3 separate regions of the Mus musculus genome follow, and all the other regions are linked to region 1. A link is a contact called in public HiChIP or PLAC-seq data. All regions are on one chromosome and are shown on one strand. Each heading gives the region's core, a stretch centred on a gene start, on an enhancer-like site or on the middle of the called end of the contact. The rest is flanking DNA. Distances are from core to core; before and after follow the strand shown. Region 1 overlaps Gm46165 (a long non-coding RNA gene). Region 2 holds the start of Glul (glutamate-ammonia ligase (glutamine synthetase)). Region 3 has its middle 33 kb from the start of Gm30327.

Region 1 (4,794 bases), core at 1,103-3,602:
ATTGGACAGAATGAGTCAGAGATAGGATATGCCCAGCTCTCAGGAGAAGTTAGAAAAGAGAGGCTATTTAAGAGAGCAGCACAAAGGGAGAGGAGAGAGAGAGAGAGAGAGAGAGAGAGAGAGAGAGAGAGAGAGAGAGAGAGAGAGAGAGAGAGAGAGAGAGAGAGAAAGAGAGAGAAGAGAAGAGAAGAGAAGGAGAGAGAGAGAGAGGGATTGCAGTTCAGTGAGTGTAGTTTAGCTGAGTTCAGGCAGTGCAGTGGAGTTCAGTTGAGTTCAGCTCAGTGCAGTCCAGTTTGTGGATTTCAAAGGCAGTTTTCCAAGGAGAGCAATTGAGTGAGAATCCGAGAGAACCAGTTTGAATCAGTCAGCTTGGAGAGGAGTTTGAGCAAGAACAGCTGAGTTGAACCAGCCAGCCAGAGTTTAGAAAGAACTGGAAGGATGAGGCTTTGGGGTTTTTGTTTTATTTTGCTTTTTTCTGCAGTAAGCCTCTGAGGTGACCCTATACAAACATGCATACACATGTGCATTCGTGTGCGCACACATACACACACACACTCTTCAGCTCATCATTTTCTTCTGATCCTAATACTTCTTACCTAGTGACTCTTCCAGACTCATTTTTATTTTGTTCTTAAGATTTTGGGTGTAAGGGATTTATTTTTAAAAACCTAAAGCCAGGTATGGGGGCTCATGACTATAGTCCTAGAACTCAGTGCTCAATCAGGAAGATTACCGAAAGTTTGAGACCAGCCTGGTTTATATAATGAGCACTATGCTATCCTTGACCAGGAGTGAGACCTTTTCACAAATAACAACAAAACCTTCTTCCAGACCTGTGAGTGGGGTTTAGAATAGTGCTTGCATGTTCCAGCCACCATGTTTAGAGAGCTCAGTAGCATTCTTGTGGTATTTTTCTACCATCATGTCTGGCCTGTCTGCTCCTGCTTTGCACGATCACTGAGAGATGAAGTGAGTCGTGAAGCAGCATGTGTGCCATCTCTTGCCTCGCCTGAAAAGCTTTGCAATGATCACTCCACTTCTTCATCTGTGATATTTTTAGGTCCTGAATTTGGCTGATGGATGAGCTGATCTGGTGTCCTTTTAGGCTGCATTTCCAGCTCCATGGCACTTAGCTAAGACATATCACTTTGGTACAAGGCATGGTACACAGCGGACTTTACCCAGATCCTCAGTTCCCAGCAGCTCACCCTTTTCATTCTGTAGTGGCCATAGAGATTCTAAATGGACACTTAGGTATCTATCTATCTATCTATCTATCTATCTATCTATCTATCTATCTATCCATCTATCTCTATCTATCTGACTTACATTCCAGTGAGGACACTGACTTAGTCAGAGTTTCTATTCCTGCACAAACATCATGACCAAGAAGCAAGTTGGGGAGGAAAGGGTTTATTCAGCTTACACTTCCATACTGCTGTTGGTCACCAAAGGATGCAGGACTGGAACTCAAGCAGGTCAGAAAGCAGGAGCCTATGCAGAGGCCATGGAGGGATGTTCTTTACTGGCTTGCTTCCCCTGGCTTGCTCAGCCTGCTCTCTTATAGAACCAAGACTACCAGCCCAGAGATGGTCCCACCCACAAGGGGCCTTTCCCCCTTGATCACTAATTGAGAAAATGCCTTACAGTTGGATCTCATGGAGGCATTTCATCAACTGAAGCTCCTTTCTTCATGATAACTCCAGCTGTGTCAAGTTGACACAAAACTAGCCAGTACAGACACCAAATAGCTTCTCAAGAGAAGAAATGAAATTCTCCCCACCTTCATAATGATATTCACTTTGGACAAGCAGCAGGAATGGTATTATAGAATATTATTTTGTTGGTTCACTTGTTGCATAGCTCCAAATAATTTTCTACTGAATTTATTTTGAAAAACTTCATTTAGTAAAGCCTATATTCCAGACATTAATTAGTAGATGAAAGTGACAGTTGACATTTATAACCTACTATCTATATCCTGCATGTCTGTACAAGGTAACTTCTAATTCTGCTTCTGGTCCTGTTAAGGTTCTCATTTTAGGCACCTGTCTATCTGTCTGTCTGTCTGTCTGTCTATGTATCTATCTGTCTATGTATTTATCATATATAAAAAAATAAGAGACATAAGAGACAGTTAAGGAACCTGCTTAGTCTATCTCACTGGGATGATTTTGCTCTCCCTGCCCCCTTTTAACTTTTGGCAACCACTGGAGCCAGTTTCACTTCTCAAGACTGGTGAGGGGACTGTACTGTAAGGCATGAGGATGGTGCCAAATACCCTACGGCTCATAGAACTGCCACTGCAAACAATTATCCAACTCCAAGTATCAACAGTACTGCTACTAGTCAGTTCGTGGAAATCTTCTGGCAACTCTTACTGAGTCATCCACGAACACTTGGTGTATACTGACCTAATCAGGTTAAGGCAAAAAGAAGAGAGCTTTGGAAATGGCCATTTTCATTTGCTATTTCCTGCTAGGGAAATGAAAAAATATGTTGCCTGACATGTCTGGTATGAATCAATTGAAGAGAAAGAGCCATCCCATGAAGCAGGAACTCAGGACGGCAGATGAAGGTAGAGAGACAGACCTGTGTCCTTGGGAACACAACTGACTTTCACTGAACCATATCTTTCCTGGAACCTAAGCTGTCCCTAGGCTTCAGGCTATGTAAGATAACACATCCATGTTATTTAAGGCTGCTGGAGAGGGAGTTTTTGGTTCCAGACAGCTGGGACTGCCATAGCCAACTTGTGTTGCCAATCACAGGAGATTTCTCAGAAAGTTTAACAGAGATTGGGTCACATGATAAGATTGTTTCACCCTTCCGGTTAAACCTTGACTCGGGAGATTAGGAGACTCTGTCCTTAGTTTGGTTCTCCTACTGTCTAAATGAATGTTCACAAAGTAGAGACTTAATCAGTGAGCTGGTAGTTAGAGGACAATCCCACGGGGCAGTGAGGAAGAAGGGGAGGCCAGGGGGGCTGATCTCAGTGTGATTAGAGAAGTGGAATATTATCTGAAAGGATAGGTGCTGTCTCAGGATCCCCAAGACCAAGTTCTCAGTACAAAGATGTATTTGCCTCAGAGGGACAAACGGCAGGAAATAAGAGACAAAGGCAAGAGATAGAGGAAGCGGGAGAAGAGGAAGGGAACAAAGGAGAGGGTGGGAAGAGGTATTTGTCTCAGTGGGACAAAGGACTGTCTCTGGATAGAGAGGAGACAGATTGGCACATAGAAAAATGGCAGTTTATAAAGTAAAGAGGGAAAACTGTTAGGATGAGGTGTTTAATTTTAATTCAGCATTGTAGTTAGGTGAGCCAAAGGGGGCTTTTGGTTGCTAGACTTCAATACTTTGACAGGTGGACCTTGGTAGTCAGCCAGAGGAGGAAGAAGTAGTCAAATAAGGGAATAGACTTTGGTGTATCACTTTAGGAATGTAATCTAATGGCGTTAGGCAAGGTAAATGGAATGTGGAGAAGGTTAATGCCTGCCAGAGCCATGCTTTCAAGCTAGCTAAGGCCCTTTGTTATCCACATGGAAAAAGCACAGTGAGTTAAACTAATGACCTCTGGGTAAGGGTCATCTGTTTGCTGGGTGTAGGAGATGGATTTTGTGGTGTGAAGAAAATGCTACCCCACCACCCCAAGTCTCAGGTATTTGAATACTTGGTCCTCAGTCGGTAGTCCTGCTTGGGAAGGCTTAGGAGCAGTGGACTTGCTGGGAAATATGTCCCTGGGACAGACTTTGAGAATTTAAAAGGCACGCACATGATTTGCTAGTGCACTCTCACTACTTCTTGTTTGCAGCTCAAGAGGTGAGCTCTCAGCTTCTGCTCCAACTGTCATGACTGCCTGTCACCATGCTCCCCCCACCCCCAGCCCCACACCCTGATGGTGATGGACTCTTATCCTTCTGTAAGCCCCAAATAAATCCTGGCTTCTGTAGTTGCCTTGGTCATGGTGTCTCATCAGAGCGATAGAAAAGTCACCAGTCCATGGAGTTACTTGAAGGAGCTGGTCTCAGAAATACTGTCCTCAGCTATGTTGTGTTGAGGGAATTGAAAAGAAAAAGGGGGGAGAGGTATTTAAGCCTTGCCCCAGCCTAAAGTGCTGCCTCTGAATCAAAGACAATGGTGTCCTTCATTGTTTGGTACTCATATAACACCTCATGAGTCCCAGTGGTGACTACTTCTATATTTATTCTAGAAGCAACTAGAATACACACACACACACACACACACACACACACACACATAATAATATATATATTGCTGTTAGCCAAGTACCTGCATGAGGTAGATGAGAGGTAGACTGTGATGGTTTGTATATCACAGTCCAGGGAGTGTCACTTTTAGAAGATACTGCCCTGTTAGAGTAGGTGTGGCCTTGTTGGAGTAGGTGTGTCACTGTGAGTGTGGGCTTTAAGACCCTTATCCAGATGCCTGGGAGCCAGTATTCTCCTAGCACCTTCAGATGAAGATGTAGAACTCTCAGCTCCACCTGCACCATGCCTGCCTGGATGCCGCCTTGGTGAAAATGAACTCTGAACCTGTAAACCAGCCCCAATTAAATGTTCTCCCTTACATGTTAAATGTTGCCTTTGTCATGGTGTCTGTTCACAGAAGTAGAACCCTAACTCAGATAGAGACCCACTTATCGGTATGAGTGACCAGAATGACCCTTCCTGTCATTTGATTCATCTGTAAGAGATAAGGAGTGGAATGTGAGAAACGTTGCCTTAAAGGGTTGAGGGTGCCTTAGGTAAATATGCTGACTGATTCTCTTTTTTT
Region 2 (4,794 bases), core at 993-3,492, 190 kb before region 1:
TCCTAACATAAGAACAACATCTCTCCCTTCTGACAACCCCTTTTCTAACCACCTAAGCTGAAGAGTTAAAAGAAGAAATGGGAAGACAGCCGAGCCCATTGTTGCTGAGTCTACACCTTACTTCCTTAAGTAATGGCGCAGCTCACTACGGAGGCAGAAAGCTGCATCACCCGAGTGGGCAGGGGGTGGGGGGTGGGGGGGGGTGCAGTGCCAGTGCCACAGTGCCGTTGGTGGGTCCTCTCTTCAAAAGAATGAGGGTCCCGGAGTTCATCTCCAGCAACCATGTAAGAAGTCATCTGCAATGCAGGTAACTTCTTCAAGCTGTGCAGAGGCAGATCCAGAAAGATCCCTGGGAGTCACCGGGCAACCAAGTTAGTTAAGTTGCAGTTACAAGTTCAATGTCAGACCCTGTCTCAAAAAAAAAAAAAAAAAGTAGAGGGTGATAGAAGACACCTAAAGTCATCCTCTGACCTCTACACATATGGATGCAGTGTATAACACACACGTGCATGTGTGCATACATGCATGCACACACAGAGTAATCATGGAAAGAAACGACTCAGTCTCTTCAGATTATATTGACCTATGAGATGACATCGTCTTCCTAACACTCCTCATGTTCCAGGTCCCACTGTCATCCCCGCTACAAATGCTAAGACAGAGCTTGTGTGGCTACTAATTTGGCTACTACTCAGAATGAACTTGGGTTTGCCCGACGTGAAGCCCCGCTGTTGAACAACCTCATGGTAAAACGCTTCACACAGTACTGACTAGGACACAGAATTTGCAAGGTGCCTTTCTGGTCCAAAGCCTATTCAAATCCCCACCTGTGGGGCATGCTGCTTCTGTGAGCCACTGTGTCAGACACACTCAGGGGAAATTGACAGAGGTTGACCTAACAGGCCGAGCTATGTGTGTGGGGTCACAGGCAACCTTTCTTTTTCATATTTGTGGTGCATACACAGAAGCAGAAGCACAAACTTCATCCCTTCCTCTTCCAAAGGCACTGAGAGCGTGGGTTTCTGGCATCTAGAGAGAAAACTTCATCTCGAATGCCAGAAGTCCTGAAAGATAAAGCCCAGCCATGAGGTGGATTTCATGTACTAGAAAGAGACTGCTCAGAGCATAGCATTAATAACAATATATGGGCCACGTCTATTTTTTTACAGGTAAATTCTGTGCACATTTTCAGCTTGTCTCACTACAGTATTCACACACTATCTCAGCCATCACTGCAGGGTTAAGAAAGGAAAGAGAAAACTCTCATTCCCTCTCCCCCAACACACACACACAGTTAAAAACAACTTGGGAAGCAAAGCCAGGGGTTCCCCCCACCCCTCTTGCTTTTTTGTTTGTTTTCTCTGTGAAACCCTGGTTGTCCTGGAATTCCCTCTGTAGAGAAGACTGGCCTCGAACTCAGGAGACCCACCCGCCTCTGCCTCCTGAGTGCTAGGATTAAAGGCGTGTGCCACCCCCGCTTTCCCTCCTGAGTGCTAGGATTAAAGGCATGTTGCCACCCTGCTTTCCCGGTCAACTGCTCTGAAAGTCCTTCCATCTGCTTTATTTTGCAGATCCAAGGAAAGGCTGAGAGACGGGAACACACACACACAAGGCAACATCAAATAGACTATGGACGTCCAGAATCCTCTTTATAGAAACATCACACTTGTGTTTAAACCGTGAAATCACAGTCTGACCACTTCCCCCAAATCCACTCAGGAAACCAGGAAGATAGGGTCCTCCAGGTTCTGGGAATCGTGTTTCTCTCTCTCTCTCCCCGCGCCTGATCAGGGCTCCCTGCCTCTCCCCAGCCCAACCCGTCCCCAGGCTCGCTCAACAAACAAAGGGTAAAATTCTCTTCTGGGGTTCTGGATTTTCAGTGACAGATCTCCTCGAAAACCTCTGTACCGTTAAGGAAGCAAAGAGCCGAGGCCAAATGACTCTGAGGAAGCCTCAGCCTGGGTCCGAGGGTCCAGAGGTCGCTTAAGAACGCAAGCTGCAAATGCATCCTGCACCTTCGGCCCTGGCCCTCCTCCAGCCGCCGCTGCCTCCCCTCCCCCACTCCCCTTTCTCTTTCTTTCTTCTGGGTCTCGCTCGCCCCACCCTGAGGCTCCCGCACAGTTCCTCGGCCAATGGCCTCAGGGCCCCGGCGCGCAGCAGCTGATGGGCGCGGGTTTCCTGGCCTAGGTCAGCCAATCAAGGCGACTGGGGGCGGGCACAAGCTGTCAATAAAAAGTACCGAGCAGCCAGCGACCCTGCAGAGCGGAGAATGGGAGTAGAGCAGAGTGTCTGAACAGCACGCTCACCCATCTCCTCTCCGCCTCGCTCTCCTGACCTGTTCACCCATCCATCATCCGGCCGGCCACCGCTCTGGTAAGCGCACGGAGGGTCCAGGAATGTACGGCCGCCCGGGCTGTGGGGTCGCACTCTACTTCCCAGCTCCAGTCAGCTGCTGTACGGAGCGGGATGCAGCGCTCGTGCCTCCCGCGTGTTTGCAGCGTGCGGCCCGGGCCGGCTCTGCTTGGTGTTCCTAGGACGCGCTGTGAGCCAAGCTCCGGGAAGGGCGGGGTTGCGGGTTGTTTTGATCTGTTCTATACTTGCGGCCGGAGGCGCCGCCCCGGGAGGCAGGCGCCGTTGGCTGGGGTTCACGCTGAGATGGGGGCTTTCCGGTGGTCCCAGCGGGAGAGGGTTCTTGCCTTAGGTGGGCGCAGGCGCCTTGATCCTCTCTTCCTGGCGGCGCATTTGGGGGGCGTCGTCACGCTGTGGGTGGTCTGGTTGAGGATGGTGGTCCTAAGCGTTGATGGCACCACTCCCCAGCTCCCAACGCCGTGTCCTAGGCCTTTACCATATGACCGAACAATGGAGAGCCGGAGCCCCGGAGTGGCCGGCGGGCTCCGCAGTGGAGAGGCCGCGCCAAGCGGAGGCAGCAGCGGCGCGCTGTGCCTCCCGCGGTCGCCCCACTCTCGCCACCCGGCCTCTACCCTCGCCGGGGTATGGCCCCCTGGGAGAGGCCTTGAGATCTACGCGGGCCCGAGGGTCGCGGCACCGACTTTCCGGACATTTTAGTGGGAAGGCTGCTTTCAAAGTGGATTGCCCCAACTCCTCCGGGGGCGGGAAGCGGGGATCCTCCCCCAGCCGCAAATACTCAAAGAAACCAACCATTGAAGACGTAGAAGATGGAGATTCTCGGTCCTCAGAGTCCCCTTCTAATACTTTAGGCTTCGTTGCCTACTCTGTGAACTCCGGGGAGAAGTCGAGGGTTAAGATTAAATCGCACCCGTCTTATTCCAGCACCTCCCCCTCCGAACGGTCTGGGTCCCCCACTCCATCGCCCTCGCCCAAAAAGCTCCGTTGCTTAGACCAGCGAGAAATCGAGAACGAGGAGAGGCATGAACACTGCTCTAAAAAGAGGAGGTCTAGAGAGTACAACCCCAGTGCATTTGATTCTCATTGGCTGGGGTGAGTAAAAGTCAGGGCGAAGGACCCCGGGTGCATCTGGCAACCCGCAGAAACTACTCAGAATTTTAAGAACCCATTCCACTTTGCACTACAGGGACACCAGTTGGTGCTATCTATGTACACTAGGCTGCTGGCACCCAGCTGGTCTCAGGGAACCAGGGCCAGAGGAGGAACTCAGGTTCCCCTAACAGTTCATTAATGCTGGATGTGTGTGTGTGGGGGGCGGGGGGCACGGCAGAGGAGGAAAGCTGATGAGTGGTGTAAATTGAAGCCATCTAGAATTACAATCCGGGCCTCTAAGTGGTGTAGGCAGAGGCTTTGGTTCTGCATCGGACTTGACAGCAGAGGCTCATCTGTTCCCCGGGGGAAGGGTGAGGCTTTTGGAGGGAGAGGCAGTTGTTTTCACTTGGGCAAACATGGACGGTTGCCCATAGAAACTTTGCCACTGTACTTCAGAAAGTTGCCCAAGTCATTGGAGGAGAACAATATGTTCCCTCTCCAGCTATCCGGGGAGATTAGGGAGGGAGGGGGGCATTTCCTCTTGTGTTTTGAGGCTGGTTTTTTGTAGCCTCACATTCATCGAAGATCTTGCCCCGACTCCTGTGGCTTGTAAACTTAGAAGTGGGATTTTTCTACGTACCAGAAAATATTATCCGGTGGGATCGTCAAATACTGTTAATTTTCACATTGAAATCTGTCTCTGGAGTAAGGCTTTTCACCACAGTAATGAAGTCAGCAGTTGAGGCCTGGTGTGGAGGGGGCATACCTTTAATCCCAGCTCTCAGGAGGCAGAGACTGGTAGATCCTCTGATTTTGAGGAAAGCTTGGTGTAAATAATGAGTAAGTAATTACTAGGACAGAGAGAGGGCTTGTTGAGATTTCTCTGTCTCAAAAAAAAAAAAAAAAAACCAAAAAACCAGTCAGCAGTGTGCTCCTTGGAGTATGGCTTTACTTTTTACCACCTTAGTGGTGGCAGATAATACAGGTCCTTTCTTTCTCCCAGGAATATGTTAGCCTTTAAAGTCTTACAGCTAGCCCTAGTATTTCATTGTGTAATCTAAAGATGGTGGTGGCATACACCTTTAATTCTAGCGTTCAGGATGCTGAGAGGGGCAGATCTAATTTGATTCTGAGGCTAGCCTGGTCGGCATAAGTTCCAGGGCTCCACAATGAGACTTTGTCTCAAATAAGTAGATAGTCTAAATGTAGGTATGTAGGGATTACAATGGGTTGTGTGTCCCTTAAGGTTGTTCCAAGAGCTGAGCGGTGGTGGCACATGCCTTTATTTAATCCCAGCACTTGGGAGGCAGAGGCAGGTGGATTTCTGAGTTCAAG
Region 3 (4,794 bases), core at 1,237-3,736, 130 kb before region 1:
TACTCTGCTTGTTATTCTGCTTGTCAGCTACATCCCCTTGGAGGCCTCTAAAATCATAGTGTTTTTGCAGACAAGAACCCTCTGAACAAGTGTCAGGAGGTGCATGGCTTCAACACACAGCCATCCTTCAGGAAGCCTGGAGGGAAAGTTCGTTGACAGCGTTGAAAGCTCAGAAGAGCAGCAAGGTAGAGTGCAGTGGGGCTCAGTTTCTGATTGACCTTGAGCATCTTTCCTTAGAGCCAAGTACACTGGACAGGAAGTCTAATTCTCCGCTTTGATAGGTTTTCTTCCTTCCTTCCTTCCTTCCTTCCTTCCTTCCTTCCTTCCTTCCTTCCTTCCTTCCTTCCTTCCTTCCTTCCTTCCTGCCTTCTTTCTTTCTTTCTTTCTTTCTTTCTTTCTTTCTTTCTTTCTTTCTTTCTTTCTTTCTTTCTTTCTTTCTTTCTTTCTGTTTTTTTTTTTTTTTCGAGACAGGGTTTCTTTGTATAGCCCTGGCTGTCCTGGAACTCACTTTGTAGACCAGGCTGGCCTCGAACTCAGAAATCTGCCTGCCTCTGCCTCCCGAGTGCTGGGATTAAAGGCGTGCGCCACCATACCCGGCTCTGATAGGTTTTCTTGGGGATGGGGTGTGGGGTGGGTGGATATAAGCCAATTCAAGCTGAATTAAAAAGTATATAAAGGCAAGTTTATTGCGGCAGCTCTCAGGAGAGTTCACTGGTAGAGTAGGAGACAGAGAGGAGGAGGAAGAGAAAGAAAGACCTTGAGCACATAGGGAGAGAGAAATGCAGAGAGTGGGGAGGGAGGAAGGGAGGAGAGAGAGAAAACCAAAGTAAGTGTCTGGGTTGTATAGTGAAGAGACTCTGGGAGAGAGGAAGCCCAGCTCCTGGACTGAGAAATTCATGTAGGGACTGAGGGATGTTGGGAGAACCTGGAGGCCAGGTCTCCTTTGGTACATTAAGTAGGCACCTCAGCTGCTTGTCCCTGAATCCCACCAAGGTTCCCATCCACTAAACTGAAGTCCCAATGATAGGAATTTTGTGCCTCCTGAGTTCTGACATTCTGGAGGTGCATGACTCTAGGGAATGTCATTTGTTGTTGTTGTTGTTGTTGTTGTGGGTTTGTCTACAACACAGTATAAGCCCAGCACGGTGGTGCACACATCTAATCCTAGTACTTGGGGAGCAAGAGGAACAGGAGTCCAAGGCCATCCACAGCTTCTTAGTGAGTTTGGGGCTATCCCAGGATACTAGAGACCTTGTCTCAAAACAACAATAACAAAAATAACTGATCTGTAAAGTGGTATCTGAATAAGCAGCTTTGGGGTTGTTCTAAAATCAAGTAATATAGTCAGTGGGAAAGGCTGCCAAGTGCTCAGCCAATGTTCTTAAAGGCTTCTTTGATTTTTATTTTTTGAAACAGAGTCTAGCTAAGTAGCCCATGCTAGCCCTGAACTTACAGTCTGAACATGTCGATAAGATTGATTATCAAGAGAGCATATTATGTTATGCCTCATGTGTCACCACGTCCCACTTCAGGCTTCTTTCTGTTTAAGAACTGTGTGAAGCCGGGCGTGGTGGCACATGCCTTTAATCCCAGCACTTGGGAGGCGGAAACCAGGTGGATTTCTGAGTTTGAGGCCAGCCTGGTCTACAGAGTGAGTTCCAGGATAGCCAGGGCTACACAGCCCTGTCTCAAAACAAAACAAAACAAAACAAAACAAAACAAAACAAAACAAAACAAAAACAAAAAACCCAACCCCCTCAAAACAACAAACAAACAACAAACAAACAAACAAACAAAAAGAACTGTGTGAAAGAAAAACATTTCAAGGCGACTAATTAGAAAAAGTTGTCAGTGATTTTTCATTTACAGTCTTATTTATGGCCAAGGTAAGCCTAGAAAGTATTTCTTAGATTTTGGAGGCCATCTGATATGAGAATCCCTCCCCAACCCTGGTAGTCATGGGCTGCCTATCAGGGATACTGTGTGAGAAGCATATTTTTAAGCACTTTCTGCCTTGTGCAAGTATCATAGGTCACATTTACACAAACTCAATTGGTATAGCCTACTGCACACTGAGACTATGTGGTATTCTGTGAGTCTATAGACACATGGTGTGGCCTATTGTTTCCATGGTCACAGAGGACAAACAACCTTCTCACAAGGCTCTCTACCCTTGGATAAATAGCTACAGGCAATTAATGGTTGCTGAGAGGAGAATCGGGCTTCAGGGATGAGCTTGTGGTTATCTAATCCTAAGAGGCCAGCTGTGCATATGAGCAGCACTAAATGAACTCAGGAGGTTGGGTTTATAAACACAGGCACACACACACACACACACACACACACACACACACACACACACCCCTACCAAAACAATGAAAGAATAAGAGGCCATGAGTTTGAGAAGGGGCGGCTCAGACGGAGTTGGGCGAAGCGGGGGTGATGTGAGTACGGTACTTGTATATGAAATTCTCAGACAACAAGCACCTCAGTGTAATCAAGCCCGTGACGAAATGATGCAACTAAGAGACAAAGGGCCAGGTGTGTGCGGCCCACAGCTGTAGTCACAGCTGTAAATCACAGCTGTCATGAGGCTAAGGAAGGAAGGTTGAGAGTTTGAGGCCAGCTTGGGCTCTACAGAGAGACTCTCTTTCTCAAAACAAAGAATCAAAAGCCAAGAACAAGGCTTATGAGGATGATACTGACTTGGCATATTGTTTACAGAAAATATCTGTCTGTCTGTCTATCTATCTATCCATCTATCTATCTATCTATCTATCTATCTATCTATCTATCTATCATCTATTTAATGTATGTATATATATATGTATGTATGTATCTGTCTGTCTGTTTGTCTGTCTGTTTATATATGTAGGCATCTATATATCTATGTAACTATGTATCTATGTATCTATCTATCTAATGTATTTATATATCTATGTATCTGTATTTAATGTATCTATGCATCTATGTATTTAATGTATCTATGCATCTATGTATGTATGTATCTAATATATCTATATATCTGTCTATGTATCTATATATCTCTATTTCTCTATTTAATGTCTGTCTATCTATCTATCTATCTATCTATCTATCTATCTATCTATCTATCATCTACCCTGTTATTCTTCTCTCATATATTATATCCCAACTGTAGTTCTTGTGGTGTCCTTGACCCCTCTGGCTCCTGTAATCCTTCCTCCCCCCCTTCCTCAGGATTCTCTGAGCTCCTTCTAATGTTTGGCTGTGGGTCTCTGCATCTGCTCCCACCACTTGCTGGATGAAGCCTCTCTGATGATGATTGTTCTAGGATCTGATTACAGAAAACTGTTTTACATATAAAAGTAATATATTATAAGTAATAATTTTATATAGCTGTTCTACAGTACATTTGTTTGTTGTAGCATCATTAGAAACTTGGGACAATGTCTTCCCCTATGGTGTCACTGGGTGATGGGATTTTCCCTCTTTATTTTTTTCTTTGGGGATTTTATTTATTTATTTATTTATTTATTTATTTATTTATTTATTTATTTGAAACAAGGTCTCATACATTTCAGGCTGGCTTAAACAGGAAATGAAGCCAAGGAAGATTTTGAATGCCTGATCCTTTTACCTCTTCGTCCCATATGGGGATTGAGGCCAGAGCTTCATGCATGCTGGGAATGTACTAACTGAACTCCCCCCAGCCCTCATTTCTTTCTGTAACTGGAAATGATCCTGGCTGAGCTCATTTTCCTGCCTGTCAGTGTCAAGTGCTGGGATTACAGGTGCATGCCACTACACCTGGCTTCTCTTTATAACCTTGTGGGATCAGGAAGCATTGTGACAGATTGTAGATTGCTGGTATAGCATCTGCCATCATCCTGACACACCTTCAGAGAGACACCCACACACACACACACACACACACACACACACACACACACACACACAGAGAGAGAGAGAGAGAGAGAGAGAGAGAGAGAGAGAGAGAGAGAGAGAAGAGTTCCCAACCACCTATACACTTAACTCAATGTCTGAAGTTCACATTTTGTTAATTTTCTGGTACTTTAATCACAGACCTGATTTAACTCCGTGTTAACATCTGTTACACTGAAAATTCTGCCTGCTGCTCCATTTTCCTGCTTCATATATTATTGTATTTTGGAACCAAGTTTTCTGAGTGTTACATATTTTTTAAGGGTTTACTTATTTATTATATGTAAGTACATTGTAGCTGTCTTCAGACACCCCAGAAGAAGGCATCAGATCTCATTACGGATGGTTGTGAGCCACCATGTGGTTGCTGGGATTTGAACTCAGGACCTCTGGAAGAGCAGTCAGGGCTCTTCCCTACTGAGCCATCTCTCCAGCCCTGAGTGCTACATTTAAGATTTTTTTTTCTGTTTTCTTTCCCTGGGGATCTCTTGTTCTTGTTCACCCGACTGAAAATCATTACATCATCTTTAGAGGCCAATTCCTGATGTTTCAGCCTGGGAGAGACAAGATCCTGGGCCTCAGTGGTGCTCTCCTTTAGACTGCCCCTCTGGGGAAGGCAGCGCCAAGCTTCTGCTGAGGGGCTGTGTAGAGATAACAGTGACTGAGGGGAAGCAGAGTATCCTTTGGGATATGAAGCGTTTGCGTGAAGGACTCATTTACATATTTGTAAATTATGGAGCACAATACTAAGTCTAAATGTGGTTTAATGATTTTCTAAATATGTACAAGTACATATAAATTTATATGTAGTATACTTGTTTACCATAATTGTATATAGGATAGAACATGCATTACATAAATGGCAGAATG

What was found. HiChIP or PLAC-seq counts read pairs in DNA pulled down with a chosen protein or histone mark.
Region 2: a contact with region 1 is called in an H3K27ac HiChIP or PLAC-seq map of microglia, with 6 times the contacts expected there. The contact joins the promoter of Glul here to the enhancer-like site in region 1. A contact is called at or near these places in 16 of 39 promoter capture datasets (the C10 cell line, the HPC-7 cell line, cranial neural crest and 11 more), 13 of 484 Hi-C or Micro-C datasets (the HPC-7 cell line, bone marrow-derived macrophages, cranial neural crest and 6 more), 35 of 115 datasets of contacts at active chromatin or transcription factors (the 230-238 cell line, the NIH/3T3 cell line, bone marrow-derived macrophages and 18 more) and 5 of 9 other capture datasets (adipose tissue, bone marrow-derived macrophages, embryonic tail and 2 more).
Region 3: a contact with region 1 is called in an H3K27ac HiChIP or PLAC-seq map of extraembryonic endoderm stem cells. The contact joins two enhancer-like sites. A contact is called at or near these places in 1 of 484 Hi-C or Micro-C datasets (uterus) and 4 of 115 datasets of contacts at active chromatin or transcription factors (embryonic stem cells, extraembryonic endoderm stem cells, microglia and 1 more).

What each region holds. Positions count from the first base shown.
Region 1 is chr1:154,087,804-154,092,597 of GRCm38.p6, forward strand. All of the region lies in intron 1 of Gm46165 (a long non-coding RNA gene), which reads left to right. All of the region lies in intron 2 of LOC108167736 (a long non-coding RNA gene), which reads right to left. Among named protein-coding and RNA genes, the nearest start is that of Gm46165, 27 kb to the left of the region's middle. Within about 2 kb of position 2,353, at least 20 of the 459 cell types and tissues checked have an H3K27ac peak or open chromatin away from gene starts, as enhancers often do. A contact at or near this core is called in embryonic stem cells, extraembryonic endoderm stem cells, microglia and 1 more, where this site is marked.
Region 2 is chr1:153,897,687-153,902,480 of GRCm38.p6, forward strand. Glul (glutamate-ammonia ligase (glutamine synthetase)) reads left to right here and starts at 2,243. Exons shown (of 7, transcript NM_008131.4): 1 at 2,243-2,373. It overlaps Gm38440 (a long non-coding RNA gene), which reads right to left and starts at 2,090. Exons shown (of 2, transcript XR_387481.3): 1 at 1,909-2,090; 2 at 1-1,064. Mir8114 (microRNA 8114) reads left to right here and starts at 2,240; the gene lies at 2,240-2,350.
Region 3 is chr1:153,955,920-153,960,713 of GRCm38.p6, forward strand. No RefSeq gene overlaps it. Among named protein-coding and RNA genes, the nearest start is that of Gm30327, 33 kb to the right of the region's middle. Within about 2 kb of position 2,487, at least 15 of the 459 cell types and tissues checked have an H3K27ac peak or open chromatin away from gene starts, as enhancers often do. A contact at or near this core is called in extraembryonic endoderm stem cells, where this site is marked.